Linked DNA regions of Rattus norvegicus: region 2 is linked to region 1. A link is a contact called in public Hi-C data. All regions are on one chromosome and are shown on one strand. Each heading gives the region's core, a stretch centred on a gene start, on an enhancer-like site or on the middle of the called end of the contact. The rest is flanking DNA. Distances are from core to core; before and after follow the strand shown.

The links. Hi-C and Micro-C count contacts between places; a contact is called where the count stands out from the background.
Region 2: a contact with region 1 is called in a Hi-C map of liver, with 2.6 times the contacts expected there. The contact joins two enhancer-like sites. A contact is called at or near these places in 4 of 12 Hi-C or Micro-C datasets (hepatocytes, kidney and liver).

The regions. Positions count from the first base shown.
Region 1 is chr17:53,508,490-53,511,743 of GRCr8, reverse strand. No RefSeq gene overlaps it. Among named protein-coding and RNA genes, the nearest start is that of Inhba, 290 kb to the left of the region's middle. Within about 2 kb of position 1,588, at least 3 of the 93 cell types and tissues checked have an H3K27ac peak or open chromatin away from gene starts, as enhancers often do. A contact at or near this core is called in liver, where this site is marked.
Region 2 is chr17:53,665,333-53,668,586 of GRCr8, reverse strand. No RefSeq gene overlaps it. Among named protein-coding and RNA genes, the nearest start is that of Inhba, 140 kb to the left of the region's middle. Within about 2 kb of position 1,801, at least 1 of the 93 cell types and tissues checked has an H3K27ac peak or open chromatin away from gene starts, as enhancers often do. A contact at or near this core is called in liver, where this site is marked.

The DNA of each region.
Region 1 (3,254 bases), core at 339-2,838:
AAATAAATTACTTTTCCTTTCAATGCAAGTTACCAGAGAAATAAAGTTGTACTCACTTATATTGGTCCTTTCTTCACAGCATATGGTGATGGTACATACACCTAGTTTAAGTTTGTTGTGAGGCTTTTGTATAGCAATTTAGTTCAATAGCTCATTATTACACAATTGCTAAATTCCAGTACGTCCTCTGATGTCTCTCATCCCGAGAAGGCTCTTGAGATCAGAGGTAGAGTTCTAGCTTAATGCAGTTGGGATTATGACTTTCAGCTTGCAAGTGCATGGACCTAAGCACATGGTACCTGAACTCCTTAACAACTGAATTCGCCACAGGTGAAACGCTAAGTCATGGCTCACCCATTTATGTACTTCATGGACATTGCTGTTATTATTATGTTCCCTTCTTAGGACTACCTGGATAGCAGGATTCACATTGCCTGAGCGATCTGCATGCCCTTATCTCTGTTCCATGACTGTCTTTGCTATTCTCATGGCAACAGTGAGAGTTTTCCCATTTTCAGCAATGCAAAAACGGGCCTCCAGGCCCAGCAGACACTGAAACTACACTGGGAACACAAATGAGTGGAATTCTGAACTTCAGAATTTCTTGCATCCAACATCACACATATTATAAGTGGGTGTCATCAAAAAAGCTAATAAATTTTTCTGTCCCACACCCTAGAGACCTTGATGGGTTATTTTAGGGCTGCTTTTCTGTTTAAGGCAGGAGAAAAGGTTGTATAAGAGCATGATATCCACCAGCTTTTGAATCTCTGGAAGATTTTGCACTTACCACATGGTCCTAACTAGGTAGAGAGGCAACCACAGTGTTGCCTGTCTATTTCCTCCCCTGCTCCATTCACTGCTCCACCACCTCTATATGTGTAAGGACCCTTATTCGATTTTCCTATCTATGTCTTTTGTTTTTATCTAGAGGGTTAAGAAGTGTTTTTGTTAGCTTTAAATCTGCCTCCCACATGTGTCACCTCAATACAAGACCCTTTTAGGTAAGGTAGTTTAACCTAAAAAGGTTGCTGTGTAACATGCGCTGGTCTGATGAGTCCAATCATCTAGACGAATATTGATTTATTCTGGTATATTTAAACAGGTAAGCCTGAAGTATGAGAATAGAAGAAAATCAAAACCTTTAAAATATATTAAGCCATAACCCTTTCCAGCCTCACTTTTGAAAGCATCTCTGAGTTTTGGCTCTAAAATGGGATTATTATAGCCTTAATGATATTTGAAACTAACATTCAGGATAGGACAATCGAATAAGTGTCCTTACAGGTATAGAGGTGGTGGAGAAGCGAATGTAGCAGGGGAGGAAATAGACAGACAACAAACATTGTGGTTGCCTCTCTACCTAGTTAGGACTAAAATAACAATCCTGAATATGTACACTGTGACCACCTTCCCATTCTTGCAAGAGATATCTAAGGCAGGGTGGGGAAGAAGGAATACTGTGAAGGTTTTACTAACTGTAGTTTCTAGTATCATATTGTGTTAGATAATCCACAGGGCTGATATTGCTGTACTGACTAGAGATTTCTGAAACAGTGCCATTATCAGGTAGATCAGATAGTTGGCCAAAGCTTTGGCACCAAAGAGACTCAACAAATACGTTTCATCACACTGACCCTGTGCTAACAGCAGCTCTATGTGGATAACCTCATGGGAATGGAAGTTGAGAAAGAGCGATTTCAAGGCTGCCAATGCCTTAATCTCTGCTCTGTTCAAAATGCAAACATGCTGCTTTTCATGCTCACAATAGTAAAACCACTCTGTGGGATTTTTCAGTCCTCAGCATAGGAAGGTAGAGAGAAAAGTGAACAAGAAGAATCTGATGTGAAATGTCCACAGTCACAATAGAAGGAAGAAAACTGGGGAGTCAAACACATTTTAAAAAGAAAAGGGAAATAAGAAATTAAGGAGATAAAAATATATCAAATTATCTGACTAAAGAAGGGTTTAAGAAGTTATTGTATTTGTAATTCCAACACTCATTTCTTTGTTCAAGAAAACTAGAGAAGTGCCCTGCAGACTCCAAGGCTCCTGAGTTATCAGGGAGCTGTTTCCTGGGAATGTGTTCACCCACTCAATACAGCTGCTTAAATAAAGGCAGAACGAATAGTGCAAAAAAAATTCTGTGAAAACAGACCAGCACTCCAAGCTTTGGCACAACAAAAATGACATTGGTATAATGAAAACCTTAGAAGATAGTGGGTAGACTCTGCCTAGACTTGGAGGGCTTCAAGGAGGGACCCCAACTCTTCTAAAGCCAAGGCATTCCCTGATGTACCCTGGCTAAGAGCCTAACCTGCTATGGTCCAGCTATAACAAAGGTGGCAGCCTCCTGGGAGATTCGCTCTGTGATTCAGATTGTGGAGTCTAGTCCACGTGGACAGATAGGGGTTGGACTCAAGCCACTAGGACAGTAGGACTGAGACTTTATCTTTTACCTTGCCTTCAGAGTAGCAAAGCAAAAGCGTCCATGGCCCTGGTCTCCTAGTATCTGCAGGGTGTCTGTCTGAGACCCTGAGATCTTCCTGTCCCTTTCACCCTGTCCTTCTAACCAGTAGAAAATCTAGAGAGACTAAAACTCTTAAGTGGTTTTCAGAACATTGGGAGGCCCCTAGTCTCCTTTCTCTGTTAGTCATTACAGAAGGATGTTCTCCACAGACGATTTAAGCAGGATGGTAGCTTTGCTATGACTGTATAGAGTGATTCCAAACCTATTGAACTACTTTTTTAATTGTGATTTTTTTTGTTCCTTAATTGAAACAAAATGGTACAGTGTTCTACAATAATGTTACCAACTTTTTCAGCCCACAATAATGTACAATGCTCCTTTTTTTTCTTTGTCTTTTATGGGGTCTGGCTATTTAAATCCCTCTTAACTACTTGTATGTCTGGGCGTGACAGTCCAGACTGGATACAACAGAGAGAGCCCTGCAATGCTTGTTTCTAAATCCAACCCTCACAGCCTTGTTATCTTTGTCAGAGCAACCTAGTAACTGCTTCCTCAATGTTTTAATTTAGATTTCTGAGATACAAGAGGAATTTAGATGTTATCCCCCACCCCCACTCCACCTTAAATGTGTGGCAGCCTTACTGTTTCTAGGACAGGGCTAAAAAGAAACAGATCAACCCTCAGCGAAGCCCTGGAATGTTATTCTAAGGCGCCTTCAGATTTCCATCCGTCTGTACAGTATCGAGCCTCATTTGGGTCTGTAGCACACAAGAAAACAGTTGTG
Region 2 (3,254 bases), core at 552-3,051, 160 kb before region 1:
TCTAAGGGTGAAATGGGCAGAAATAATGTCCTCCAAGCAAAGAAGAGGTAGGGATAAAAGGGAAACCAGGATGATGTTGTGATGATTGTCAAGGGAGGGTAGAAATTAACTCAAATTGGACAGCAATGCCATATGCTAAATACAATACTTTCTACAAGGTAAGTGTCAGACCTAAACTCTTTGTTTGGTATAGCTGCGGCATCATAACTAATGTGGATTAATTTGTTAGAATATGTCATATATAAAGAGTGAAGAAAAATTTGACATTGTTTATGGGGAATATAGCTATCCATTTAGTTTTGTCGGATGCCTATGGGGTGAATTCCCATAGGTCAGTTTGAATGAAAATGTATTTTGAGAATATTATAAAATACACAGAGTATATGATGATATATGAATATACAAATGTATTATCAAATATTCAGTTTATATTAATGCATGTGCTAACACACAAATATATATTCACTGCTCAGTACATATTACATATGGCTATTTCCTAGTCATTCTTGTAGTTAAAAAGATCATGCAATTTCTGATACTTCTGTTATTACTTTTGACTTGTATTAGTTACTACCTGAGATGTAAGGATATATATATTTGAAAAGATGTAACTATAGTAATCACATATTCCCCCAAAATTTAAACAATTTCTTTCACTGATCGTTTCAGCTACAGATAATTTCAGAGGCATTTCTAGAAAAAATGTCTTCAAATATTAGAGATAAACAATACACATTCTTAAAAAGATCAAACTTATCTAAGGGCCTGGTGAAGGATAAGTGCCAGTAAAATGATTTAAGGAATAGTTCACTTACTGAATCTAGAATAAACATTGAGTCACCTCAAGAGGTCTTCCCAGAGGGAAGACACTGGTTTTGCATTTAAGAAGACAAGAGAAAAATGAGGGTTAAAGAGTGTAAAGGGTAGGTAAGCAGCCAAATAGGTCACAAACAGGAAGAGGCCAAGGTTCAGTATACATGGCATGTTCTGAGCTCTGCACTATGAAGTAATATTCAAATTGTGGTCCATGTAAACAGTGTCCTGGGGGAATTATTTAACAGAGTGATTCATCTGTTAGTTAGCTCTTGATCATTTTGTATAACATAATGATCAAGTGACTTAGCAAATGACCGTATACTGAAAAGTTTATTTCAGCTCAGCTTCAGAGGTCTCACCTTGTGATTGGCATGGTTACTTTTATGCTTGTTGTGAAGCAGCAATCATAGCAGCATTATTTATCTGATCAAACTGCTCTCACTTCACGGCTGAGAAGTAAGGGAGAGGAAGTAAAGGCTAAAATTTCTACCACCTTCTAACAATTGGGAACTGTACCTTTAACTTCATGGTACTTACAAAACATTCCAGATTGAAACTGTAGTCTATTCTTAAGTCTATATATCTATGAACACTAGACATTGGATGGGTGTGAGGTCAGATAGGTAGGCTAGGGAGGTATGCATCTAACAAGACATGGCTGTGAGCATGAGTGCCTTATCTCCAACGTAAAGCTCAATTAGAGGTTTTTGAATAGAGGAATAAAGAGGTATGGATGGCATTGGTGAAATTTCCCCAGAAGAAATATCTAGATTCCTCTGAAGGTCAAATGATAGATATAGAACCAAGAATTAGAGGACTATTGCAAGTATCAAGAATTTAATCCACAAAATCACTACTCTGTGACTGTAATATTGGGGCTGGGATATGAATTGATCAATAGATTTTAGGCTCTTGGTCAAGGTTGAAAAAACTCAGGTGAACTCTTGGGGAAGATAAGAGCTAGTTAATCATCTGGTTAGAAATATGCCTACATTTGTTTTGAAGGTGCTATTTTGGGAAAAGTAGGAAGTCCAAATGGAGACAGGCTGTTGGAAGGCAGAGACAAGGGACTGAGTTGTAGGTTAATTGCAGTACGGCTGTACACAATGCACAGAGATGAGGTGAGCAATGAAACTCAGAAAAAGAAAAGCAAGGATGAAAGACTCAGGCTGGTGGGGTTATTATCTAAAGGCTAGAGAAGAGAGTACTATTGCTTAAAAAGTGGTCAGCCAAAGAGAAGGACACCGAATGGGCAAACTTCCAGGTAGATTTTTGTATAAGGGTAAATGGCAACATTGCCAAAGTGCTGGAGAGAATCCTAAGCAGAAAAAAGCCTCCTTGAATCTTTATTTTGGGGGGACAGTTTCTGAACAGTAGCAGAGATAGATTGCTAAGGGTCAGGGCTGCCATGTGCTTCTTTTTGGAAATGGCCTTCTGGAGATGATGAGGGGTGACCTTCAAAGCATTTCCCTATAGAAAACTGCCTGCTCTGCTGTGAAACATTTGGATGCAAAGTCCTTGGCTGGGAGCTTCTGGGGAGCCTAGCAGATGGCAGTACTGATTCCTGCAGCTGCAAACAGCTTCATTTCACTTTGTTTCCAGGAGCCAGAGGAGTCAGAAGCGGTAACAGCTGTCTACCTATAGGGACACAAATGAAATCTGGGCTATCAAACCCTTGTACGCAGAGTAGTGACTTATCAGTTAACCAAGAGCTTCCTGGTGCTCTGAGGAGCTATCAAAGGACCTTTATGCTGTATCCATGGTGGGGTTTTCATTCATTCAAAATAGAGTAGAGAGGTCTTCTCCAAGCAAAAGACATGTAAAACAAGACTCTTGGTTTAATCTTTCTTTCTTTCTCTCTTTCTTTCTCTCTCTCTTTCTTCCTTCCTTCCTTCCTTCCTTTCTTTCTTTCTTTCTTTCTTCCAATCTTCCTTCCTTCCCTTCTTCCTTTCTCCCTTTCTCCTCTCCTTCCTGTCTTTCATTCCTTCTTGTTTTCAATATTGGTTTATTTTATTGTGCACATGTATGCATGAATGCACACATGAGAGCTGCACATGCATATATGTGCCACATGCATGTGGGAATCAGAGAATGACTTGTGGGGGTAATTTCTCTCCATCATTCATGCATATCCTGGGTCTCAAACTCAGGTTGCTATGTAATTTGGAGACTTCTATTTTAAGAACTGCTCAGGGAAATATTTGTACTTTTGCTAGAAATATGTAGCTGGATTCATGCTGTTTCCAGGAAGGTGTGTTCAACATTAGTTTAAGGCATTGCCAAGCCCAAGTCCTGCCCAGGCTGGTGTAGAATTCCTATAAATATTTGAAGCAAACAACTGCTTATGGGAAGTCGTTGCTTTGCATGTAATATCACAGGAGACAGAAGACAAGTCAGATGTTAGATAACTGATGCAAACGTTATTTTACTCTGGAGTT